2 separate regions of the Callithrix jacchus genome follow, and region 2 is linked to region 1. Evidence: chromatin contacts called from public Hi-C data. All regions are on one chromosome and are shown on one strand. Each heading gives the region's core, a stretch centred on a gene start, on an enhancer-like site or on the middle of the called end of the contact. The rest is flanking DNA. Distances are from core to core; before and after follow the strand shown.

The links. Hi-C and Micro-C count contacts between places; a contact is called where the count stands out from the background.
Region 2: a contact with region 1 is called in a Hi-C map of skeletal muscle, with 2.7 times the contacts expected there. The contact joins the enhancer-like site here to the promoter of SMCO1 in region 1. A contact is called at or near these places in 3 of 3 Hi-C or Micro-C datasets (induced pluripotent stem cells and skeletal muscle).

Annotation. Positions count from the first base shown.
Region 1 is chr15:25,591,382-25,598,492 of calJac240_pri, forward strand. SMCO1 (single-pass membrane protein with coiled-coil domains 1) reads left to right here and starts at 2,563. Exons shown (of 3, transcript XM_008981471.5): 1 at 2,563-2,764. The coding sequence starts at 2,691.
Region 2 is chr15:25,652,180-25,659,290 of calJac240_pri, forward strand. No RefSeq gene overlaps it. Among named protein-coding and RNA genes, the nearest start is that of ACKR2, 5.9 kb to the right of the region's middle. Within about 2 kb of position 3,337, at least 6 of the 16 cell types and tissues checked have an H3K27ac peak or open chromatin away from gene starts, as enhancers often do. A contact at or near this core is called in skeletal muscle, where this site is marked.

The sequences.
Region 1 (7,111 bases), core at 1,313-3,812:
GCTCACTGCAACGTCCACCTCCCGGGTTCAAGCAATTCTCCTGCCGAAGCCTCTCAAGCAGCTGGGACTACAGGTACCCACCACCACACCTGGTTAATTTTTTGTATTTTTAGTAGAGAAAGGGTTTCACCGTGTTAGCCAAGATGGTCTTGATCTCCTGACCTTGTGATCCACCCATCTTGGCCTCCCAAAGTGCTGGCATTACAGGTGTAAGCCACTGTGCCCTGCCTGAGATTTTATGGAACTTGATCTCCAGTTCACTCATTCCATTTCCTGGAAGTTGGTGGGTGGAGCTGACAGTTCCAACCTATAGTGACCAGCCCATCTGGAAGCTATTCTAGTTGTACCACCCTAAATCACCTCATTAGCATAAACTCACGTGTGATCAAGAGGCTCAGTATGAATAACAAAAGACCCTCCTATCACTCAGGAACTTCCAAGGGTTTTAGGAGCTTTTTGACTGAAACGAGGAAAAGATGGAATATATTTCACATTATACTACAATATCACTGCTAGATTAATCTATCTTTTTTTGAGGTGGAGTCTCGCTGTGTCACCCAGGCTGAAGTGCAGTGGTGCAGTCGCAATCTAAACTCACTGCAACCTCGGCCTCCTGAGTTCAAGCCATTCTCCTACCTTAGCCTCCCAAGTAGCCAGGACTATAGGTATGTGCCACCATGCCTGGCTAATTTTTATATTTTTAGTAGAGATGGGGTTTTGCCATGTTGGCCAGGCTGGTCTTGAATTCCTGACCTCAAGTGATTTGCCCGACTCGGCCTCCCAAAGTGCTGGAATTACAGGTGTGAGCCACTGCACCCGGCCCTAGATTAATCTTTTAAAACCAACAGTTCACATCTGTCAGAACACCTACCAGGCTAGCTAGATGCATTCCTCTCTTGTAATTCTTGTGTACTGTGTCCCTGCTAGTAGGCTCCTTGAAGACAAGGATTTCACCTTACTTATCACTATATTGCCAGTGCCTGGAATAGTGCTACTCATTCATTCATAGATTTTATCCATTCCGTTAATATTTGTGACATTCAGTAAGTATTGAATAAGTGAATAAATTATTCGGTGAATAAATAAACACAGGACATGGCTCTTACCAGTTTAAATGTTTTGGTTGTTTTCTTTTCCTTATACGAATCTTTTGCTCAAAACATACCATGCATTGTTTCCAGAACACATCATTTACTTTGCCACCTCTGTGATTTTGCTCACAATTTCTCCAGTTTGTAATACCTTTCACATTCTTCTCTGATAATCAAAGACCCTGACCTTGAGGCCAAGCCAAGTATCATCGGCAGTAGGAGTATTTCCCCAATGACCCAAGAGTTCAGTGACTTAGTCTGTCATCTTCTATTATTTTTATGGTCTCTATCTACTTAGCACACATCCCATATACATTTTCTATTTAAGGATATATTCTCTCTTCCCAATTAGATTTTAAATCTCATGAAAACAGAAGTCCTAGGCCAGGTGCGGTGGTCACGTCTGTAATCCCAGCACTTTGGGAGGCTGAGGTGGGCGGATCATGAGGTCAGGAGTTGGAGACCAGCCTGGCCAACATGGTGAAACCCTGTCTCTACTAAAAATAGAGTGAGCAGAGATCATGCCATTGCACTCCAGCCTGGGTGATAGAGCAAGACTCTGTCTCAAAAAAAAATTTAAAAAAGAAAACAGAAGTCTTATTTTATTTCCATATTTATATTCAATTCCTAATCTAATACTATATTGTAGTATAGATTGAATATTGAAACCCGGAGGCAGAGGTTTCAGTGAGCCCAGATCGCCCCACTGCAGTCCAGCCTGGGCAACAGAGTGAGAGTTCATCTCAAAAAAAAAAAAAAAGAATATTGAATATTGAATATAGAAGCTCATTCTCCCCCCCCATACATATATATATGTATGTATGTATATTCCTTTGCTCAGGCTGGAGTGCAGTAGCATGATCATAGCTCACTGCAGCCTCTGACTCCTGGGCTCAAGCAATCCTCCCATTACCACCTCTTGAGTAGATGGGACTACAGGTATACACCACACCACCCCTGGCTAATTTTTGTGGAGACAGAGTCTCTCTCTGTTGCCCAGGCTGGTCTTCAACTCCTAGGCTCAAGCAGTCCTCTCACCTTGGCTTCCCAAAGTACTGGGATTACAGGCGTGAGCCACCATGCCCAGCCGTAACAAGTATTTAGTAGTTTCTAATGACGGTTAGGTTTTTTGCTTTGATATTGTCACCATGATCATAAAAGATCTGGGGTACTCTTTAAACCTAATTTAAGCTGCAATTAAATAATGAAGCTGTTAAAATATGAGAGTAACATTTCCATCAAATTTAATCCGGGTATATGTTACGTTAATGTATCTGTATATATATTTAGCAGCATATACACAGAATCGTAATTATACATGGTTGTTGCTCTATGTTGATGTACTATGGTTCAGTTTTCAAAGGCAAATGTTATAGTGCATTCCAGGACACCTGTGTTCACAGGATCAGTTCTTTGAAACTATATTTGGATGTGCAAGCTATTAAAAGCTTCTTGCACTGAGTGGCCTTTCAGGCAGAATGTAGATTGAATACTCATACTACCGCTGCCTGTTGCTGAGTGGAAGACAGCAGAAAATTTGGATTCAAACATTTATTCGTTTTTGTTTTGCTTTGTTTTATTTCCTTTTGCCTTAAGAAGATGAACAGTGAAACCACAACCCTGATATCCTTGAAGGAGGCAATGAAAAGGTTGCTGAGGGGTGTAGTAAGGGAGTAAGCATGGGTCTGCTATTCTGGGAAGATGGGTAAGAGAAGAATGAAGAATAGAAATAAACAAAGAACTACAGAAATTCTCATTAGAGTTCTGTCTCTATGGCTGGGCACGGTGGCTCGCGCCTGTAATCCCAGCACTTTGGGAGGCTGAACTGGGCAGACCACAAGGTCAAGAGATCGAGACCATCCTGGCCAACATGGTAAAATCCTGTCTCTACTAAAAATACTAAAATTAGCTGGGTATGGTAGTGGGCACCTGTAGTTCTAGCTACTTGGGAGGCTGAGGCAGGAGAATCGCTTGAACCCGGGAGGTGGAGGTTGCAGTGAGCCAAGATCATGTCACTGCACTCTAGCCTGGTAACAGAGCAAGACTCCGTCTAAAAAAAAAAAAAAAAAAAGCAAGGCTCAATGGCTCACACTTGTAATCCCAGTACTTTGGGAGGCCGAGGCAGGCAGATCACCTGAGGTCAGGAGTTTGAGACCAGCCTGACCAACATGGAGAAACCCCATCTCTACTGAAAATATAAAATTAGCCAGGCTTGGTGGTGCATGCTTGTAATCCCAGCTACTGGGGAAGCTGAGGCAGGAGATTCACTTGAACCCGAGAGGCGGAGGTTACAGTGAGCCAAAATTGCACCATTGCACTCCAGCCTGGCAGCAAGAGTGAAACTTGGAAACTTGTCTCAAAAAAAAAAAAAAAAAAAGAAGAATTATGTCTCTATCACAGTGATTTAAGTCTTCCAGGCCCAAATCTATATAAATTAATAATAAAGAAATGTCTGCTCCCAGGTGCTGTAACTCCATTTGATGTATGCATGTGCTAAATCTTAGATTTACAAACATAAGTAAAACATGGTTTCTGCCCTCAAGGAGCTCAAAACCTGTAGGAAAGAGAAAAGTTTCAAAGATATTTACAATTGAATGTGATTGACCTTACAATGGTGATGCTCCTAAAGGGCTATGGAACACGAAGGGAGGATCAATCAATTTTGCCTTTGACACTAGAAAAAGGAACTCTTCATATAGGGTCATTTAAGCTGAATCTTTTTCTTTTTGAGATGGAGTCTCGCTCTTGTTGCCCAGGCTGGAATGCAATAGCGTGATCTCGGCTCACTGCAACCTACACCTCCCAGATTCAATCAGTTCTCCCGAGTAGCTGGAATTACAGGCATGCACCACCTGGCCAATTTTTGTATTTTTAGTAGAGATGGGGTTTCTTCATATTAGTCAGGTTGGTCTCAAACCCTCAGGTTATCTGCATGCCTCGGCCTCCCAAAGCTGGGATTACAGGCGTGAGCCACTGCACTCAGCTTAAGCTGGATCTTGAAGTACAAGTAGGAACTTATGAGGCAGAAAAATATGGGAAGGAATTCTAGGCTGAGGAAACAGTGCATATAAGCCATATGTAAGCTTGGAATTGCATAATGTACTCAGGTAGCAACTAGATGTCTCTTGTAATTGATGACTAGGATGGGTGAGGGACTGGCAGAAGACAGGAGCAAAGGGTAAAGGCCCTTGTGTTTCCTGCTGAGGAGATCCAGTTTGGCTCTAAGTATATCACTGGGCAAGTCAGGATGGCATAAACCATTTATAATCAGTTGAGTTACAGGATCAGAATTGTGGTTTAGAAGAATGTGTCTGGAGGATGGATTGGAAATTGAAAACAGGGGTCCAGTTGGGCTACTGTAATCTTAGGTCCTAGTGAAAGATGATGAGAAACTCATTTAGTGGAGATGGAGAGGCAGGAATGGGTTAGAGAGACATAAAAGGGGAAGAGAAAACAGTTGAGAATTATTCTGAGATTTCTAGTTCAAGCAGCTGGATAGATGGTAAGGTCATTAATGGAACTAAGGAAGTAGTAGTAAAACAAAACAAAACAAAAAACAGGCTGCATTCAGATTTGCATGTTGGTTTAGATTTAATTGGACTGGCCAGGGACTGTCCTTTGGTGAGAGGATTCCAAAGAACTGCTGCAATTGTAAAATTTTATACTGATTGACAAGCTAGAGTTCATCTCTGAGGTTCAAGCTACAGATGACCTATAAGCAATATACTCTTAAAGGTCTGGAAGTTAATACAAATGGTATCCCAAACGACTTTTTTTTCTTTAACGAAGTCCTGCTGGCTGGAGTGCAGTGGCATGATCTCAGCTCACTGCAACCTCTGCCTCCCAGGTTCAAGCGATTCTCCTGCCTGAGTAGCTGCAACTACAGGCGCGTGCCACCATGCCTAGCTAATTTTTGTATTTTTAGTAAGGACAGGGTTTCACCATGTTGGCCGGGACGGTCTCGATCTCTTGACCTTGTGATCCACCCACCTCAGCCTCCCAAAGTGCTGTGATTACAGGCATGAGCCACTGCACCTGGATGACTTTTTTTTTTTTTTGTTCCACAGGGTCTCACTGTGTTGCCCAAGCTGAATGCAGTGGCATGATCACAGCTCACTGCAGCCTTGACCTCCTGGGCTCAAGTAATTCTCTTACCTCAGCCTCCCCAGTAGCTGGGACCACAAGTACACATACCACCACACTAGGTTAATTTTTAAATTTTTTGTAGAGATGAGGTCTCACTATGTTGCCCAAGCTGGTCTCAAACTCCTGGACTGAAGTGATTCACCCACCTCAGACTCCCAAAATGCTAGAATTATAGGTGTAAGCCACTGCACCCAGCTCAAATAACATGGGTTTGACTTGTAGACAGAAATAGCTGGCATATCAGGTCACACAGGCTTATATTCCTACAAAGTGAAAATTAATAGTGAGTCTTGTCTATGTGTAAAGCAGTGACAACATTCCTTCATAGTCATTTCTGAAGATGGGGGTGGTATTAGTAGGTTAAGCTTAGGAGAGTTGAGGTTCAGTAGCTCCGTCTTGATGGAGATGCACAAAACATAGTTGAAAATACAGGTCTAGGCCGGGTACTATGACTCACACCTGTAATCCCAGCACTTTGGGAGGCCAAGGCAGGCGGATCACCTGAGATCAGCAGTTTGAGACAAGACTGGCCAACATGGAGAAATCCCATCTCTATTAAAAATACAAAAATCAGCCATGTGTGGTGGTGGGCACCTGTAATCCCAGCTACTCAGGAGACTGAGGCAAGAGAATTTCTCGAACCCAGGAGATGGAGGTTGCAGTGAGCCGAGATCGCACCACTGCACTCCAGCCTGGGAGATACAGTGAAACTCTGTCTTAAAAGAAAAAAAAGGAAAAGAGAAAAGAAAATACAGGTCTAAAGCTTAGATGAAACCTAATACCTGAAGGTGAATTAGCCTTGGGAGAAATTCAGGACCAGGAATAAAAGATGATCAAGAATAGAATGCTGGGCAACCGCAAAGGTATTCAGGTCACCAGGGACATGAAAACTCAGAGAACTAGCACGTGTGTTTACGCATCACTGCCCTCATAAAGACAATGTAGGTGGCTTAGGCAAGTGAGTTGTGTTGCTCCAGTCTTTGTGGTTAATTAGACATAATTCTGGTGCCACAGCACCCTCTGATGATCACAGCTGTTCAGAGCTACTCAAATTCCCATTTTGGGTTACAGAATTCAGCATCTCATTCACATCAAAAGATGTCAATCATACAAGAAATCTTTTATTACAGTGTAAGACCTTTGCTGGGTATTGGGGGACAGGCATAAAGGTATGTAAGAAATAGTCTCTACTGGACACGGCAGCTCATGCCTGTAACCCCAGCACTTTGGGAGGCTGAGGCAGGCAGATCACCTGAGGTTGGGAGTTCAAGACCAGCCTGACCAACATGGTGAAACTTGGTCTCTACCAAAAATACAAAAATTAGCTGAGCGTGGAGGCGGGCGCCTGTAATCCCAGCTACTTGGGAGGCTGAGGCAGGAGAATCACTTGAACCTGGGAGGCGGAGGTTGCAGTGAGCTGACATTGTGCCACTGCACTCCAGCCTGAGCAACAAGAGCGAGACTCCATTTCAGAAAAAATAAATAAATAAATAGTCTCTGATTCCTTCCCTCCAAGAACTTACAGTTTAGTTCATGAAAGACTAACCCTAATAGTAAAGCAGGAGGTGGGGAGATGTGTTCACAGAGGCAGTCCTTGTGAGTGAGAAGTAGGAAGGAAAGGAGATCTCAAGGTAGATGGGGATTAAAAAGGCAGTGGATTTGAGCTGATTCTGGAAGAAAGGATAAGAGTTGGACAATTAGAATGGGGTAGAAAAAGTCACCTTATTATATACTGGTCTCAGCACTAGCTAACTTTATGACATTAGGTCTCAGTCTTCTTGAGACTCAATTTCTTTAATAGTAAAATAGTAAAAAGGACTGCTTTACTTTTTATGACTGTTGTGAAATGCTTACACAAAATATTCTTAAAAGTA
Region 2 (7,111 bases), core at 2,087-4,586, 62 kb after region 1:
AATATACACAGGAATGAGATGCCGCTTTGCCTTCAGGAAGGATCCAGCCTAGTAGAGGCAATGTCTCCACAGGTTATGATTTACCTCCAAGTGAATCAAGCAGACAAGAAGTGAATGCTTTGGGAACATATAAAGAGTGATCCTCTGGGCCAGGTAGTCCAGGAAGGTGTCCTCTAAGGGGCGATACTAGGGTTGGGACTGGGATGGGCAGCTTCAGAAGGGGGCAGGAGCACCTAGCAGTTAGGCACACAGGCTCTGTCATCAGACAGCCTGGGTTCAAATCCTGGCTCCGTCACTTCCTAGCTGTGGGATTTTGGACAGGTCTCCCTGATCTCTCTGTGCCTCAGTTCCTCATTTGTAAAATGAAAATGACCCTAACACTTCATAGGGTTGGTGAGTTTAAGTGCTGCTGGCCACAGTGATGGGGCTGATTGTCACTGAAGAGGTGGACAGAAGTTGAGGCCTTTCTAGGCATTAGGGACAGCAGACTGGATGGTTTTCTATGAAAGGAATTGGGCAGGGAGAGCCACTGGTCTGATGAGTTAAGGTGGAATGGACAAGCATGTTTTATCTTTCGAGTTATGTTTTTATTATTTTGCCTTGGGAAATAACATTAAATATGTGCTTTTACTGATAATATTCCATAAAACAGGGCTAGGGTAAGTATTTAAGTTTTAAAGAGCAGTGAGTTGGTTTAGAGAAGATATTCATACACTCATACATAGTGTAGGTGGTAGACAGACGTGGCAGAAAATGTGAAGGGGCAGCAATGCCTTATTTGAATCACTGGATTAGGAGATCAGAACTCTCTTCACCTCATGGTATTTTAGAAGTTTCTCTGGCTGAGCCCAGCAATTCCTGAACCCCTGAATGGGACAGAGGCTGATAGCAAATACACAGTGTTTGAGAAAAGCCCAGAAATTCTGTCCACTCCCTTTCATTTCTGAATATATCAAAATCAATATTTGGAATCGCAGGTCACCACCCAGGAGCAGGTTATGAAATCAATTAATTACACGGTGGCTCACACCTGTAATCCCAGTACTTTGGGAGGCCAAGGTGGGGGCATCATTTGAGATCAGGAGTTCAAGGCCACCTTTTGGTAAAGACCCCATCTCTACCAAAAATTAGCCAGGTGTGGTGGTAGCATGCCTGTAATCCAAGCTATTTGGGAGGCTGAGGCATAAGAATTGCTCAAACCTGGGAGATGAAGGTTGCAGTGAGCTGAGATCCCTACTACTCGAGAAGCTGAGGCAGGAGAATCACTTGAGCCCGGGAGGTGAAGGTTGCAGTGAGCTGTGATTGTGCCACTGCACTCCAGCCTGGGTGACAGAGTGAGACTCTGTCTCAAAAAGAAAAAAAAAAATCAGTTAATGAGCCATGTCCAGCTTTTACTTATTTTTTTATTATTTTTATTTTTTGAGATGGAGTCTTTCTCTGTCACCCAGGCTGGAGTGCAGTGGCGCAATCACAGCTCACTGCAACCTTCGCCTCCTGGGCTCAAGTGATTCTCCTGCCTCAGCTTCCCGAGTAGCAGGGATTACAGGTGCCTGTGACTGTGCTTGGCTAATTTTTTAGTAGAGATGGGGTTTCACCATGTTGGCCAGGCTGGTCTCGAACTCCTGACCTCAAGTGATCCCCCCACTTCAGCCTCCCAAAGTGCTGGGATTACAGGCATGAGTCACCATGCTTGGCTCATGTTCGGCTTTTAAAAACTATGAAACAGAAAGAAAATATCCAAGTACATTGGTAGTAGTTAGGGTAATATTTTGTTTAACCTATTTTTTCAGGTGTATGTATGTGTGTGTATGGGTACAATAGACTGCCAAGTAAAACGCATTTCTTATTGTGGAATACAGGCAAAAAAATCTGCTTAGATGGTAACGGGACTGGATTCTCATCCAAATTCTCCCCCTCCCCTGCTGTCTAGAAGGATGGTCTCCATATTCTGTGAGCCACAGAAACAGAATAATTTTTGTTGGGCGCCTGAGATGGTAAAGTGCTGTGTTTATGCCTGAGACGCTGATTTAGCCAAAGTGTTCCTAAACCTGTTTATATGCCCAGAACTCTCCGTTTACAGGGAATTGCATTCTTTAGGAGGGGGACTAGGATCAGGCCTCTGGGCTTTTTCTTAGCCACCCCCGTTCCGTTTTCCAGCTTCCAAGCGCACACCCGGAGCTTCTGCCTCCGAACATTCCGTCACTTTTCCAGTTACAGCGTTTCCTTACCTCTCACGACTTCCTCATTTTGTCACCGCGTTTCCCACTATGATGTATGATGTGGATGGGTCACGCATTCATTCCCGGAGCCGCCTCCGTGTTGTCCCACCCCCACCTCTCCGGGCGTGGCGCTGTGAAACAAGAGGAGGCCTAGCGGCCCTCTGTCATCCCACAGGTTCCGCTCCTGGAATTTTGCTCAGCAGTTTCTTTCCATTGACTCTTTCTAGGGGTGGCTGGGGGGTGACTTGGGACATGCTTTGGATAGAGCAGAAGATAAGCGTTGAAGGGGAAGTAGTCCTGGAGCAGACTCTGAGACAAAGATTTGAGTGTAAATTTTAGGTTGAGCTATATGAAATTGCCAATTTTATAGGTCAAAAAGCTCAAATATTGGCAGTGTCATATGGTTCCACTAATGGTTTATCTGGGAGTTGGAGACTTGAGCAGGAGAGTGAGGAGGAGGTGAGGCAGAGGAAGGAAGGCAGCCAGTAAAGTGTGTTAGCAAACCGGCTTCCCATGTGGGTGGTTGGACTTAATCCTCTGGGAGAAACGCAGGGAGACAGCGCTGTGCACACGCCTTGGGGTTATTCCACCCAAGGGTAAGCGAGGTGGGGCATTTCGGTCATTGGTTGGGGGTTCTTGGTGGGGGGCAGGGAACATTATGTCCTGGAATTTCTGGCATGCCGCACTGGCAGGCAGAGGCACAACAGGCTTTGTTATTGGTCAGAGCAAGGCCACAGACAGAGCAGTGTGGGTACGAACAGCTGGAAGTCAGCCAGCATACACCCAGCAGGTGGAAGCTCTGATAGACGAGGGCCACAGATGGTGCCTGCTCCAGGCGCTCTGCCAGGGGATTCTGAAGGTGACTCCAGTGAGCACCTCTGGCCACAGACTCAAGTAGATGAGAAAATATGACTGTATTTTTCTAGAACAAGCTATTTTCTATTTTGAGACCACATTCTACAGGATGTGGACACTAAATTGCCATCACTGGGAATTGAATTGCATCAGTTCCAGGAAACTGGTTAGTGCCCAGGTACAGGAGAGCATGGCACCACCTGGCTCTTGGTGGCCTCTGTCCACATAGGCCTCCACTGAGATGTCAGCATGCTGCCTCCCTGATGGACACCAGCCTGTATGTCCACACTACTGTGGTCCACTAGCACCTTCAGGCCTGGCAGCTCATTGAGCACTTTCCTTTGGTTGCTTCAGGCTAGGGATTGGGATGGGTCTACCTGTGGACCTGTTCACCTTGGACTCCCCATGTGCCATGTCCCTGTGTCCCTCTGGGTCCCACAAACACCAGGACTGTGGCCATAAGGCAGGGCACAGGGTCCCTCTAATGTTTAGACTGACCTGCTTCCTTCCTGCCTCTCATCTTCTTAGCCTGGGGAATACTTGTTTAGTTTGGTATAGAATAGAAACGGAACCTTAATTGCCTCAAACTCCTGTAATCAAAAACCAAGAAAAAATTCAAAGACCCTCCCTGAGTCTCACTGTTTGAGTAGAAGAAAAGTGAATGGTGAGGAAACACCAATTAACATTGACTGATTGATTGATTGATTGATTGAGACAGAGTCTCATTCTGTCGCCCAGGCTGGTGCAGCGGCGTGATCTCTGCTCACTGCAACCTCTGCCTCCTGGGCTCAAGCAATTCCTCACCCTCCTGAGTAGGTGAAACTACAGGCTCATGGCACCATACCTGGCTAATTTTTTTGTATTTTTATTAGAGATGGGGTTTCATCATGTTGGCCAAGCTGGTCTTGAACTCCTCATCTCAGATGATCCACCCACCTCGGCCTCTGATTGACATTTTAAAATATGAAGTTCTGCCTTAACTCCTAGGGAACCTCTGGTCACACCCTTAACAAGGCAATGTGACCACGGCCCCTTCCACAGATGCTTCCGCTGCTACTTTTTGCTTTATGACTATCGCAGCCGTGTAATAGAGGAGAGAAAGTTGCTGTCTTAAGCAAGGCAAGGGTTCTTAATTCGAAGTCCATGATCTAATTCAGGAAACTTTTGAAGTTGGGCAGGAAAAATTTTCCACTTTTATTTTCATTAACCTCTCACAAAATTAACTTTTCTTTCAATTATGAATGAAGGCAATGAAACACAGAACATGTTGAATATCTCTTCAAAATGTTTTGAACCTGAAGTGTTTTGGATCTTGGATTTTTTCAGATTTTGGAATATCTGCATATGCATAATGAGATATTTTGGGGCTGGGACACAAAAACATGAAATTCATTTGTGTTTCATATGCACTTTACACACATGACCCAAAGGCAATTTTAAACAATAGTTAAAAGAATTTTTTGCGTAAAACAAAGTTTTTACTGTATTTTGGTTGCAACCCATCACATAAGGTGAGGTGTGAAGTTTTTCACTTGTGGCATCACGTTAGCCCTCAAAAAGTTTTGGATTTTGGAGCATCTTGGAGTTTTGGATTAGGGATCTGTAATATCAGCTTGTAATATTATTGGGACCTTGTCACTGGTATCTTGAAACATAATTTATACTCATCACTATTATAGACAGAATAATTGTTTTCACTACCTCCAAATTTATATGTTGAAACCTAATTTCCAATGTGATGATTTTTGGAGGTGGGGCTTTTTGGAGGTGACTAGGTCGTGAGGTTGGAGCCCCTATGAATGAGATTAATGCCCTTATGAAAGAGACCCCAGAAAGCTCTCTTGTCCCTTTCATCATGTGAGTTCACAGTGAGAAGGCACCATCTATGAAATGGGAAGCGGACCCTCACCAGACACCATCCAGATAAATAAACTGGCACTTCTAATCTTGTGCAAGGAGAGTTGACTGAGGAACTGACTCAGTGCAAGAAGACAGCTTCAACTTCTATGATTTCATCCCTGATCAATTAGCACTCCTGGCTCACTGGCTTCCCCACCCCACTAAGTTTTCCTTAAAAACTCTGCTCGCTAAATGCTCAGGGAGACTGATTTGAGTATTAATAAAACTCTGGTCTCCCGCACAGCTGGTTTTGTGTGAATTACCCTTTCTCAATTGCAATTCCCCTGTCTTGATGAATTGGCTCTGTCTAGGCAGTGGGCAAGCTGAACCCCTTGGGAGGTTACAATATTGGCTTGTTTTCATTCAGCATAATCCCCTTGAGATGGATCCACGTGTGTGCAGATCAACAGCTTGTTTCTTTTTATTGTTGAGTGGTCTTCCATGGTAGACTTAGTACCTGGTCTACCGAACCACTACCCGCTGGAAGACATCTGGATTATTTCCGGCTTTGAGCTATAATTGGTTTTTAATGTATTTTATTTTGTGTTTTAAAAACATTATTCTGAGAAGGAGTCCAAAGGCTTTGCCAGACTGCCCAAGGGATCCACTGGTATGAAAATGTAGTTCTAAGGGGAGATAAATGTCTGCCTCTACATTGTTTCTAGAGAGAATTCCTAGAGTCCGGCTGGGAGTGGGAACACGGAAGGGCAGCAATTTCAAAGCCTTGTCAGGGCTTCCGTGCTGTTGGAGTGAGACAAGAACCAGATAGTCTCTGTCATCACAGTGACATATTGAGCTGAGCTGGACTATAATGAGGGGTAGTGATTCTGTGAACCTAGAGTATAGTGAGGGGCCAGGGAAGAATGAGAGGAGCCCAGCCACGTGGCAGCTTGAAACCCAACCATTGCCCCAAACTTAAGGAAAATCTGCCATGCTCACAAATGAGCTATGTGAGAGATTTTAGGAGGCAAAGCACAGTGAGGGGGCAGAGTCCCTTATCTTGATCTGCAGGGAGAATAAAACAGGTATGACAAGTGAGTAGTGAGTGGGATGGAGAGTTACCGTAAGTAGACTCAGAGCTCCAAGTGACAGAGACAACATAAGCACCTGGGAGTTTTAGTGGGGGCAATCCCATTTCATTCACTTTTTCTTCTTTTTCTTGAGATGGAGTCTCATTCTGTTGCCCAGGCTGGAGAGCAATGGCATGATATCAGCTCACTGCAACATCTGCCTGCCAGGTTCAAGTAATTCTCCTGCCTCAGCCTCCCAAGTAGCTGGTGCCCACCACCATGCCTGACTAATTTGTTGTATTTTTAGTAGAGATAGGGTTTCATCATGCTGGCTGGCCAGGCTGGTCTTGAACTCCTGATGTCGTGATCCATCCACCTCGGCCTCCCAAAGTGCTGGAATTACAGGCATGAGCCACCATGCCCGGCTGCCATTTCATTCCCTTTCAAAGGATGTGATCTTAGCTGACACTGAGCTGCACTTGAATTCACCTGTAGGGAATTTTCTTATTTTAGTCGGAGGAGTCAGGGTTTGTGTTGTGATGACCTCCCAGCCTCCTCTCTCAGAAGGACAGTCCCCTAACTGGGAAGTTTCAGGTGGAGTTTGGACTCTGTCTCCAGCTTGTTATGCCCAGTCATATGTGGTACTGTGGCCTGAATGGGAATCTGGTGGGAATGCTGGTAGCTAAGGAGCCACTTAGCGGGAAGGCACTGAAGCAGGGACAGAGGTGGGCAAGTGTCTGTAGGAGGAGGCTATGGGTGTTGAAGCTAGGCCAGGTCACCAGCGTACAACCACTAAAGAATGAATGGATCTGGAATCGACGTCAGCAGCTGCTCACTTCACAAGCAGCAGCAACCAGCCGGAAAGTGCCTCCTCAGAGGAGCAGCACCAACTATGAGGTAGTTTCACAAACATCTTCGACCTGAATCAGATCAAACCTCCACCTTTCCATTTATGGGAAATACAGAGAACAGAGTGGCATGTTAAACAATAACATAAAAATGCGAAATCCAGACTCTAGGAAACTTTCCACACAGTATGAAAAACCAGGCTCTTCAATAAATAAGTTACAAAGAAAAGCGAAAGACGGAGATGAAGATGAAACCTATGGATTAAAAGAGATTGGGAAA